2 separate regions of the Oryctolagus cuniculus genome follow, and region 1 is linked to region 2. Evidence: chromatin contacts called from public Micro-C data. All regions are on one chromosome and are shown on one strand. Each heading gives the region's core, a stretch centred on a gene start, on an enhancer-like site or on the middle of the called end of the contact. The rest is flanking DNA. Distances are from core to core; before and after follow the strand shown. Region 1 holds the start of NEMP1 (nuclear envelope integral membrane protein 1). Region 2 holds the start of BAZ2A (bromodomain adjacent to zinc finger domain 2A).

Region 1 (5,850 bases), core at 866-3,365, 330 kb after region 2:
TAACTCTACCTCTCAAGTGAATAAATAAAATCTTAAAAAAAAGTGGCAAAACAAATTAAGTTCTTCAATAAATAGGTTATTAAAAATACATATCCTTAATATATAGTTTATACATTTGAAAGTCTACAAAAATCCCAATAAATAATCATAAAGAGACCAAGAAAAAAGACATACACACCCCAAACGTAAGCCTATATGGAGAATTATGATAACTAATAACTTAAAAATGCTCACTCTCACTAATCACACAAGATCTGCAAAGTAAAAGAAAAGATCCTATTCAGTCTATCAGATAAACAAAAAGTCAGCATCCAACACTGCAAAGCAAATGGGGCACTAACTCTGACAGCAGTGAAAGCTGGTGTACCTACTCCGGATTTTTAGAATTTTTAAGGATACAAAAATGCATACAAATTGTGGTTATCCACACAATGAAAACTTAGATACACCACAATTATCTCACCAACTATCTAATCCAGAAATATTATATACATAATGCTCCATCCATTCAACGGACTATCAAACAAGTAAAACACGACTGCGAAGAACTTTACACGCCTTTGCTGCAAAAATGAAGTGGGAAAGGGATCTCTGGCAGCGAGTGGTGGCCTGCAGGGAAGAGAACCACATTACTGACACGTTGGAAATATACCCATTCCTCTCCAAAATCTTCAACTAAAAACGCGCAGGGAAAAGACAAGAGCGCACACTCTATGGAAGCCCTCTGCACAGCCCCGTGAGGCTGCAGCTTACTCCTTTACACCTAACTGGACTCACACTTGCCAACCGGTCTGAAGCAAACATGCATTCCTTCCTTAATCACGTTTTTCAAAAGCTTCCAACGAGAAGTAAGGGGTACCCGGTGTTCCCTGTGACGTGTAGTGGCCGATCAGGCCACACCGAACCACCACCGCCTGAACTCCTCTCCCCGCTCAGCCGCTGCAGTGCTGGCTTTCCTAGCGGTATTTCCGCGTGTGTTCTCTCGTCTCAGCCCCCACGACCTACAGGCCCATTTTAGAAGTCCACTCCGATAATAAGATAGCCCTTCCAGTGTTGCTGCGGGCCCTGCCTCCGCACCTGCACCGTCCTTATTACCGACGCCCCCACCCCACAACTATTTTCATAAAGCCACTGCGTTTCGGAGCCGGCTCTATGGATGGGACCGGACACCTTAACGCTGCAGCTAAAGATAAGCCTAAGTGACAGTGTGACACAGGCACGTGTGTTCACGAGATAAGATTATTCTCCTGGGTTTCAAACTCCCTCCAGCGGAAGCTTGGGAACCTCGCTTCTCTTTCTGTTGTGAATCTAGAAGGAGGTGTTTCACTAACACAGTGTAAATCCTCAGGACTGCAGCGGGAAAGGCAGGAACCCAACGGCGTTCGCCCGGATGACTGCGTAAGTGGATCCAGCCACGAGTACCTTCGATGCAGAATGGCACTGCTAGCTTTTCCCGAAAACTGGGATGCAAGGGCTCCAGACCCGGTCTACAAGCCTGGCCGGGGCGAGGGTCTGGGGAGACGTCAGCCAGCCGCCGCGCCCGGCGGAGCACACGCTGAGGTGCCGGCTCCTCGGCGGAATGAATGAGGAGCTCCGCCTGGCCCCAATGCTGCTTGCTACTCCTTCCTTGCACCACAGAAACTCGCGGAAGCCTCCGCGGCACGCCGATGCCCCGAGAACCGCATCGCCTCCAGCGCAGGCCTCCCTTCCGGTCTCCGCCGAAAGGCACCCGGCTCCTCCCCGCCCTGAGGAGAGCCCCGACGCCGCCCCAGGGCCCGGGCCCCTCAGCCCTGACTCGCTGACAAGCATCTCTTTCGGCACCAGTCCCGCGGCCCAGAACCGAGCCGCCGCCCCTGAACAGAGAACCGCCCGCATCATTCGGAGATTCCCCACTTTTCCAAAAATAGCCCCCTCGGCACCCGCCCCTTAGGCAGCTGCTGCCCGGGTGGTACCTGAGTCGCTGGCCAAGCAGCAGGAGAGGACCAAGAGCAGCAGCAGTGCCCCACCGCCCCTAGCCCTCCAGTCCCAGAACCCGGGACCAACTGCCAGCGCGACCGCCACTTTCATTCCTCCCGCCGAGCGCCTCAAGCCGCCTCCTTCTCACGTGCCTCTCCCCGGCAACTAACCCCGAATCGGCAGAGCCAGTAGCCAATCAGCTACAAGATCCGCCCCTGCCGGCCAATCGAATGGACGAGACTGCCAGCATTCAACTCTCCCAGGACCTGAGGAGTCCCGCCCCTTAGCAACTGGCCGCGGAGGGCGGGAGAAGCAGCTTTCAGCCTATTAGAAAACGGGGCTTCATCCCGCCCTAACAATGGCGACAGGAAGATCCCGCCTCTAAACAACATGCTTCCGTCTCCAGTTTATTTACAACTAGTGCGATTGACGGGGAGGTTAACCAATAGAAAACCTAGGTCCCCTGGGCCAAACTTGATACAGGCATCGAAACTATCTCAAGTTCCTTCTTTTCTTTTTACCACGACCTTTTTTGTTACAGGAAGCCTGTAACTGAGATCTCTTTATGAATCGGGTCCTGACATCACAATTTTTAAGAGTGAGATGATTGTCCAAAGTGTGGTCCTCCAAAGTCCTAAATGATTTAAAACAGAAGTCATCAAGAAATTGTGTGTCAGTGTTTTATAGGCATAAACATTAGCCTTTAAAAATGGAACTAGAGGGGTTTCTATTTTTGGAAACAAAATACCTGCGGGGATTAAGGAAAGGTTTCTTTATTCCTCGCAGTGTCTATGAGATGAATATAATTACCTCCATTATAAGGAGCCAGACAAGGCTGAGGCAAGCAAAGGAAGCTGCCTACGATTACAGCGCTGGTCTGAGCTGTGGCTCCAACCCAGCTCTTACCCCAAAGCCTGAGCCTTTTCTGGACATCACGCTGCTTCTCCTTAAAGATTTAACACAGAGAGGGCTTTGCTGGGGGCCTGGCACATAACAGGTGTTCAGTAACTATTAGCAGGAATTGAAGTGGGATTTTTTTTGCTTGATTTGTTTCTAGGGGCTTTGATGGTGGCGAATAGGAAGCCTACAGATGATGGAGCCAAGTTGAGGAGCTGAGGAGAAATCCAGGGAATGGGGTGGCTTCTGGTGGCGGTCCAAGCTTTCAAAACAAGGAATTTCTAAAGTCAAAACGGGACTGAACTAGGGGTAAGAAAATTCATCTTCACCCCACAAAAAAATAAATAAATAAAAAGCCTAGGCCGGCTGTGCTGCAAGAGTCATCCTATGTCTCACACATCCTCAGCTGACCTGGAGCCCAACAATCCTCTTGTTACTATAGGCACCGTTGATACCATGTGATGAAAATGGCTTTTTACCTCTGTGGTTTCCTTCCTCCAAGGCCTAGAAGACCACTCACCTCACAAGGAAATGGTAGCCAGATTAAACCAGAGGGTCCTACAAAATGCCTGACCAGTACTTCTCAACAGTATCAAGCTTATCAAAACAAGAGAAGTCTGAGAACTGAGGCAGACAACAGGAGCCTAGGGACACTAAGCAGCACTGTGGGAGGATCCTAAAACAACACGAGTTAAAACACACACACACACACAGGAAATCTGAACAAATTGCAGACTCTACTTAAAAATAATGTAATAATGGCCGGCGCCGCGGCTCACTAGGCTAATCCTCCGCCTGCCACGCCGGCACCCTGGGTTCTAGTCCCGGTTGGGGCACCGGATTCTGTCCCGGTTGCCCCTCTTCCAGGCCAGCTCTCTGCTGTGGCCCAGGAGTGCAGTGGAGGATGGCCCAAGTGCTTGGGCCCTGCACCCCATGGGAGACCAGGAGAAACACCTGGCTCCTGGCTGTGGATCAGCGTGGTGCGCCGGCCACAGCGCGCCTGCTGCAGCGCGCCAGCCGTGGTGGCCATTGGAGGGTGAACCAACGGCAAAGGAAGACCTTTCTCTTTGTCTCTCTCTCTCTCACTGTCCACTCTGCCTGTCAAAAAAAAATAATAATGTATTAATAACGGCTCGTTGATGGTGGCAAATGTGCCATAGTAACGTGAGATGAACAAGGAGAGAACCAGATGTGGGGTATATGAGAACTCTCCGAGTAATATATTTTCAATCTTTTTGTAAATCTAAAGTTGTGTTTTAAAAATAAAGTCTACTTGTATACATGTATAATGTTACTTCAGAGTTTGTGGGAAAATGAATTCGGGAGCAGGCATTTGACCTAGCGATTCCAGCTTCCTGCTGTGAAGCCCGGCAGGCAGCAGTAATAGCTGAGTTAGGTTCCTACCGTCCATGTGGGAGACCTGGGTCTGTTAGGCAGTAAGGTAGAAATTAGCCTGTGTTACGCAGTAGGAGGAGCCAAAGTGACACGAGGCACAGTGGAAATGAAAGGAATGCACGGGGCCCACCACCTGCAGTGCGGACATTCCATCTGGCGCCGGTTCAAGTCCCAGATGCTCCACTTCTGATCCAGCTCTCTGCTATGGCCTGGGAAAGCAGTAGAAGATGGCCTAAGCCCTTGGGCCCCTGCACCTGCGAGGGAGACCTGGAAGAAGCTCCTGGCTTCTTCTTCTTCTTTTTTTTTTTTTTTTTTTTTTGACAGGCAGAGTGGACAGTGAGAGAGAGAGAGACAGAGAGAAAGGTCTTCCTTTTTCCATTGGTTCACTCCCCAAATAGCCAAAACGGCTGGAGCTGCACTGATCCAAAGCCAGGAGCCAGGTGCTTCTTCCGGGTCTCCCACGTGGGTGCAGGAGTCCAAGGATTTGGGCCGTCTTCTACTGCTTTATAGCAGAAGCTGGATTGGAAGAGGAACAGCTGGGACTACAACCGGCGCCCACATGGAATGCTGGCGCCACAGGCGGAGGATTAACCCAGTGCGCTACAGGACCGGCCCCAGTTAAAAATGTTTTAGGGGTGGGCATTTGGCCCAGCAATTAAGATGGCACATGAGACACCCACATCTCCTATCAGAGTCCTTGAGTTCTAGTCCCAGCTCTGCTTCCAGCTTCCTGCTGATGTGAACCTTGGGAGAGAACAGGCAACAGCTGAAGTATTTGAGTCTCACCCAAGTGGGAGAACTGAACTGAGTTTTGAGATCCTGGCTTCGGCCTGGCCTAGCCCCAGCAACTGTGGGCATTTAAGAAGTGAAACAGCAGATGGGAGAGCTCCTTCTGTCTCTCTCTGCTTTTCAAATAAAATAAAAATAAATATAAAATTAAAGAAATTTTAAGATATTATTTAAGATTATTGCGGTGCAAAAATACCTTGGAGTCAGTTTTTCCTTTCTTTTTTTAAAGATGTTTATTTATTTATTTGACAGGCAGAGTTACAGACAGCAAAGAGAGAGAGAGAGAGACAGAAAGTTCTTCCTTCCGTTGGTTCACTCCCCAAGTGGTCGCAACGTCCGTAGCTGGGCCGACCTGAAGCCAGGAGCCAGGAGCTTCCTCCGGGTCTCCCCTTCGGGTGCAAGGGCCCAAGCGCCTGGGCCATTTTCTACTGCTTTCCCAGGCCATAGCAGAGAGCTGGACTGGAAGAGGAGCAACCAGGACTAGAACCGGTGCCCATATGGGATGCTGGCGCCGCAGACGGAGGATTAACCTGGTGCGCCATGGCACTGGCCCGGAAATCATATTTTTTTCATAACACACATTTAAATGGACTCTTTAAAATGTATGTATATTATATGTGTGTATTTAATATATATACACATATTTAATAAACACATATCCAGTCTCTTCATTTTTTCTACATATATAAACACACATACACACACTCTCCATTTTTTTCTACCAAGTCTCATTCTCAACATTCAGTTTGCTCTTTGGTTTGGATTAAGGCGAAAACAGGGGAACTAATTAGTTTTGCGAAGTGATTCCAGAAA
Region 2 (5,598 bases), core at 364-2,863:
CCCGCGGGAGATTTTTTTTTTTTTTTTTTGGGCGAGGAAGGCGCGAGAAAGGGAGCCCCCCCCCCCCACGGCCCAGAATTGGAGGAGTCGCCGGGGAGGACGGCGGAGGGGCGTGAGGAGCCTCCGGATTCCGGGCGGCAGAGGACAGGGGAAAAAAACGGCCGAGTCGATAGTGCGGGGGAGAGAAGAGGAAGGGCAGCTCCCGCAGCGGGAGCGTCCAGTCCTGAATTCTGGGCCAGGCAACCGCGGCAGCGGCCCGCCCGGGGGCTCCGGGTCCGGAGGTGGGTGCCGGGCCTCACCTGGAGCTGAGCCGGGCCGCGGGCGGCGGCGGCGGCGGCGGCGCAGGTGGCCGAGCCGGGCGGCGGCGACGCCTCCTCCCCCAGCCCTGGGCCGGCGGCGGCGGCGGCGCGGGGGAGGTGGCGCTTAAAGGGGCAGGAGCCGCTGGGGTGCGGACGAGCGCTCGGGGAGGGGGCAGCGGGAGGCGTCTCCTAGGGCCAGACCCAGGAAAGGTCCCAGATGGCGGAACAGGACGGATCCCGAGAGGACGCAGAAACTTCTACGGGGAAGTGGGGGGCGGCAGTGGGCCTGAACTTGGGAGCCGGTGCCCGCGCTGCAGGAGCCCAGAGGAGGCCCTGGAGTGCAGGAGAGGGAACTCCAGGCCTGACGTGCGGGGGGTCACGCACGGCGCCCTACTAGGGGAACAGGTTCCCGGCGTCCTAGCTCCTCTGGGGCCGCGTCCCTACAGCTGCGGGGGCTGTGGAATCAGGAAGCCACGAGGGCAGCTGCCTCCTGGGAGCTCAGCCTCCATGCTAGCGCTGCCTAAGGGCCGCCGGCACTGTGGCGTGGAGGCCATCAGCAGAGCTGCAGGGAGGCTGCTGTGGGACCCTGGGGGCGGCTTTACTCTTAATTCAGTATCCCCACCATGGCCACCCTTGCAGCCACCTCGGGCAACAGGAAGCAGCTGCTCAGGGCAGCCCCCACCTGGTGGTGGGTCAGGGTGGGGGAAGAGAGAAGCCAGGGATTTAAAGGCCTGAGACTAAGGCTTAGGGGAGACACCGTGGAGACCCTCCAACACTGCTTGCTCTTGTGGGGGCCAGCAGTGAGTACTCTTTATAGACTGGACTCCCAGCAGCTCAGATGGGGAGGAGCGAGGGGCCATACTCCACGCGGGTGGGGGTGGGGGGCGCCCAGGCCTAAGGTACAGCCTCACTGTTCCTTAAGAGCTCCAGCCTGCCAATGCTCAGGATCCCAGGCGGCAGCCTCACCAGCTGAGCCCTGTACCCCCCCCCCAGTCTCATTTCCCCTCCTTCACCCCCCAAACGAGCAAAGGTTAAGCCCCACCCCTGCTGAGTCAGCCAGGGAGGGAGCTAGGCATCCCTCAGGCCTTCCCCGGGGCTGGTCCCCAGACTCACCCATGTCAGGCTGCCAGGGCTCAAGGCTGGGACCACCCAGCTCCTCGCTGTTGCTGGACCCCCTTCTTGCTGGGAGGCTTGCTGTAGGATCCTCCCAAACTGTGAGCTGGGAACTAGCAAGAACCAAAAGGCCAATGTATGCTTCCTGCGAGCCACACAGCCCGAACTGCTGTAGGGTGATGTCCCTGTGTGACAGACCCGGGTGGGGAGGGAGGAGGGAAGGGCGGGGCTTTCTCTGGGTGGAGAGAGGGAGGAGGCGAGGACAGGGCAGACCAGGAGAAATATGGAGGGAGGTTAGGCTGTGTTGACACTCCAGCGGCGTGCACAGAGAGGGTGCGGTAAAGAGGGAAGGAAATAAGCGGTTGCAGCCGGGTGAGAGGGAGAATGTTCTAGACAAATGCTGGAGGACGCGAAGGGGTGGAGGGATGCAAACAACCTTTAGGTTCCCAGGTCTGCCTCTGGGCGGTGTGGGAAAACAAAGCGGAAAGGGCTGATCCATACCCTGGGGCCTCCCCCCACTATCTTCCCCACTCAGGTCGGGACTTGGAGGAAGTGTCCCAACCCCCATAACTCAGCATTTCCCCCAGTCGAGCTTTTCTGGGAGCAAACTACCGGGCACAAGCAGCTCCGGGGCTCCACCTTCCGTCCAGATCCTGACACAGGGGAGACTGGTGCCAAGGACGTCATAGGCAGATGGGAGGAAGCTCAGAGGCCCCTACTCCACCCCGGGCGCCTCTCCCAAGGCCCCTCCCCAGCCTTCAGCCCCCAGGGGCCTCTGAATTGGGAGCTCAGCTTGTCTCCGCCCAGCTCCTACCCAACTGAAGGTCCCAGGAGGTGGGGCTTGGAGGAACAGGCTCCTCCTCAGGACAAAAGCCCCAGCTGGTTTGTAAACAGTCATTTGCCGAGAATCACATCCCAGCAAATGGCCCTCAGGGATTTCAAAATGGTGAGATCAGAATTCTTGCAGACCGGGTCCCGACTACCACAAGAGGGCAGTAGGACGGGTCTGGGTCCGGAACGGAACACAAGGGGCACCAAGTCTGACCTTGCGTTATTTTGTAAATTGAAATGGTGCTATCTTCCCACTCTACACCTCTTAGTGGGCGAAAATGAATGGGAAATGATTGAACTCCATTTAGTTCAGCAGTGCAAGCCAGCAACCCTGCAAACTGCCACTTCTGTGCAACAGATTCTCTGTCCTGAACTTTCTTAGCAGAGCTCAGACTAGGCCTCATGCTACTTTATACCCTTGCAGAGCCTCAAGGAATCCAACATGCAAGTCCGGGCTTGCCCGAAGTGGGGCACTCTGAAGAAATGAAGGCCTAACCACCCAGCCAAGGTGGAGGGGGCCCTTCTGACTCCATCTTAACAAAAATCAGTTTTCATCATTTCCTACAAAAATTAACTGATGAACCCCCTGCATCTTCTAGGAGTTATTTCTAAAACCAACCCATTTTCCCCAATATGCCCTTTTAAAAGTTTAATCATGGAGTATAGAATATTTAAGAGGAAAAAATATCCATTTGCTTTGAACTAATGGAATCAAACAGCCAAAGGAGAGGCCCTACTAAGATCCTACCACCCACAGGAATCTTCTCAAAAGACCTACACTATCAACCCAAGGGAACGGCTTTTCATTTTTGAGAACACCATTTCAAACAAACAAAGCCTACTTTCTGCTAAAACTGATTGTGGTCACTAAAAATCTCAAAAACTTCAGTGTTGGGGCCAGCACAGGTAAAGCCGCTGCCTGCAGTGCCAGCATCCCATATGGATGCCAGTTCGAGTCCCGGCTGCTCCACTTCTGATCCAGCTCTCTGCTGTGGCCTAGGAAAGCAGTGGAAGATGGCTCAAGTCCTTGGGCTCCTGCACCCATGTGGGAGACCCAAAAGTTCCTGGCTCCTGGCTTCAGATTGGTGCAGCTCCAGCCATTGCAGCCAACTGGGGAATGAACCAGTAGATGGAAGACCTCACTCTCTGCCTCTTCTTCTTACAAATAAATAAATAAGTGTTGGTAGAACCAATAAAATCAGACAGATTCTGAGGGGTTACATTTTATTGCAAACCTTAAATATTCTTCAAACAGAACATAATGTTTTCCACCAAGGCTCTTGCATGGCCTACACAGAAAACTGAAACGTTTTGGAGAGGGAAGGAGAGGGACAGCACGGGGTGAGTGCTTGCAGTTTGCCAAAGACCCCTCACGAATGCTCTTCGGCCAGCTTATCAGCTTTTGCCACAGCTTCTTCAATGGGTCCCACCATGTAGAAAGCCTGCTCTGGAAGATGGTCATACTCGCCTACACAGGGAAAAAAACCAACTTGTGAGAAGTAGAGGGCATGAACTTTCTGATCACCACTCAAGGCCGAGCATGGGTCGGAATGTGATGCATTCATATAATCTAAGAAACCTTTATTCAAACTTCTCTCACCCTCAAATGGACAAGAAAACATGATGCAGGGTGGATTACAGCACCCTGAGTTCAGATTCTCCTGCCTGCATCCCAGCAGTTAATTAAGCAGGATGAGGCCTTCCTGAAGAGGCTGCGCCCCTCACAGCAGAGGGGAGCTTGCACTGAACACAGCAAGTGCTGGATTTGCACGAAAGGGAGCCAGCGACTCGGAGAGGCATTCAGACTCTCAAGTCAGTGTAGAGTATTTCCAAACAAAATTTATGAGAAATAGCTTATTTTTGTAATTAAAAGAAAGGTGAACACATCACACATTGATGGCTATTGGAATAGGAACAGTAACTTAAAAGATTTTAGTTTTCCTATCATTTTATGTTCGGTTTGTACTAGTCAAAAAGCTCACCTGCCAGAATCTGCTGGAATCCTTTAATGGTCTCCTTCAAGGGGACCAGCTTCCCCATATGACCTGTGAAGACCTCAGCAACCTGGAATGGCTGGGACAGGAAACGCTGTATTTTCCGTGCACGGGACACAGTCAACTTGTCTTCCTCAGAAAGTTCATCCATACCCAGGATGGCAATGATGTCCTGGAGGGATTTGTAGTCCTGTGAGAAAACAGGATGAAAACAAGGTCTAAGTATTCATACTCCTTTAATTCTGACAAAAAATCGAAAAGGCAAACAAAGGGGAAGTTACACACTCGCAGGTCACAAGGGCCCTTGGCCTCCGTGTTTAGTTCTCCCAACTGCTAATCTGGTGCTGTTAGGAAAAAAAGTGAATTCCAAAGCTCAGCCTAAGTACCTGGAAACCCAAATCTTCATTAGCACTAACAATTCCAATGCTCGTCGCAACTTTCCCAATTCCAAAGTCTATCACAAGTTACTAGGACAGATGTAGTCCTAACAGACTCCCCAAATACCCTAAGGGATCTTATGGCCACTGATCCCTCACGGCAACACACTCACCTGCAGGATCTTTTGCACTCCACGGGCAACGTCGTAATGCTCACTGCCCACGATATTGGGATCCATGATGCGAGAGGTGGAGTCTAAAGGATCCACAGCTGGATAGATGCCCAGCTCAGCAATAGCACGGGACAGCACAGTGGTGGCATCCAAGTGGGCGAAGGTAGTGGCAGGGGCAGGGTCGGTCAAGTCATCAGCAGGCACGTAGATAGCCTACAGGGAGCCAAGAACCCATAAACAGCAGTAACCAAAGTCACTGCACCGAAGCCACCCCCTTTTCTGACCTCTCATCACCACCTCACTCTTTTTGAGGCAAACTTTTGAATGCTAAGAACAGGGGGCTTTCTTACAATCGCTGTATCTGCTGAGCTTATAGGCCATGATGAAAGAATTGTGTTATATTGTTCTTCATTCTGTATTTTAACTTTAATGATACTCACTTTGAATTAAAAAATAGCCAAAATTCTCCTTGTACTACAACAGTTCAACGAATCACGAAAGTTTAGAATCTGGCCACATAATGTTTAGATAGTTTATAGTATATTAACACCATTATTTCTTAATCTTTTAGGGACGTTAACATGCACACAGAGTATATTACACACTACTCCAGGGAACTCCTGAACCGCTTCCCTCCCCCCAGTTAAAAGCCCACTCTGAGTGCCTTTATGCATCAATTTCATTTTCCTTACCTGTACGGAAGTGATGGATCCCTTCTTGGTGGTGGTGATGCGTTCCTGCATGGTACCCATGTCAGTGGCCAGGGTAGGCTGATAGCCCACAGCAGAAGGGATTCTGCCCAGTAAGGCAG

Evidence for each region. Hi-C and Micro-C count contacts between places; a contact is called where the count stands out from the background.
Region 1: a contact with region 2 is called in a Micro-C map of ear pinna, with 2.8 times the contacts expected there. The contact joins the promoter of NEMP1 here to the promoter of BAZ2A in region 2. A contact is called at or near these places in 2 of 6 Hi-C or Micro-C datasets (ear pinna and an unstated tissue).

What each region holds. Positions count from the first base shown.
Region 1 is chr11:59,710,336-59,716,185 of mOryCun1.1, forward strand. NEMP1 (nuclear envelope integral membrane protein 1) reads right to left here and starts at 2,116. Exons shown (of 9, transcript XM_008274196.4): 1 at 1,953-2,116. The coding sequence starts at 2,067.
Region 2 is chr11:59,380,732-59,386,329 of mOryCun1.1, forward strand. BAZ2A (bromodomain adjacent to zinc finger domain 2A) reads right to left here and starts at 1,614. Exons shown (of 29, transcript XM_051832805.2): 1 at 1,413-1,614. The coding sequence starts at 1,416. It overlaps ATP5F1B (ATP synthase F1 subunit beta), which reads right to left. Exons shown (of 11, transcript XM_070052401.1): 8 at 5,480-5,598; 9 at 4,788-5,000; 10 at 4,226-4,427; 11 at 3,451-3,711. The coding sequence ends at 3,614.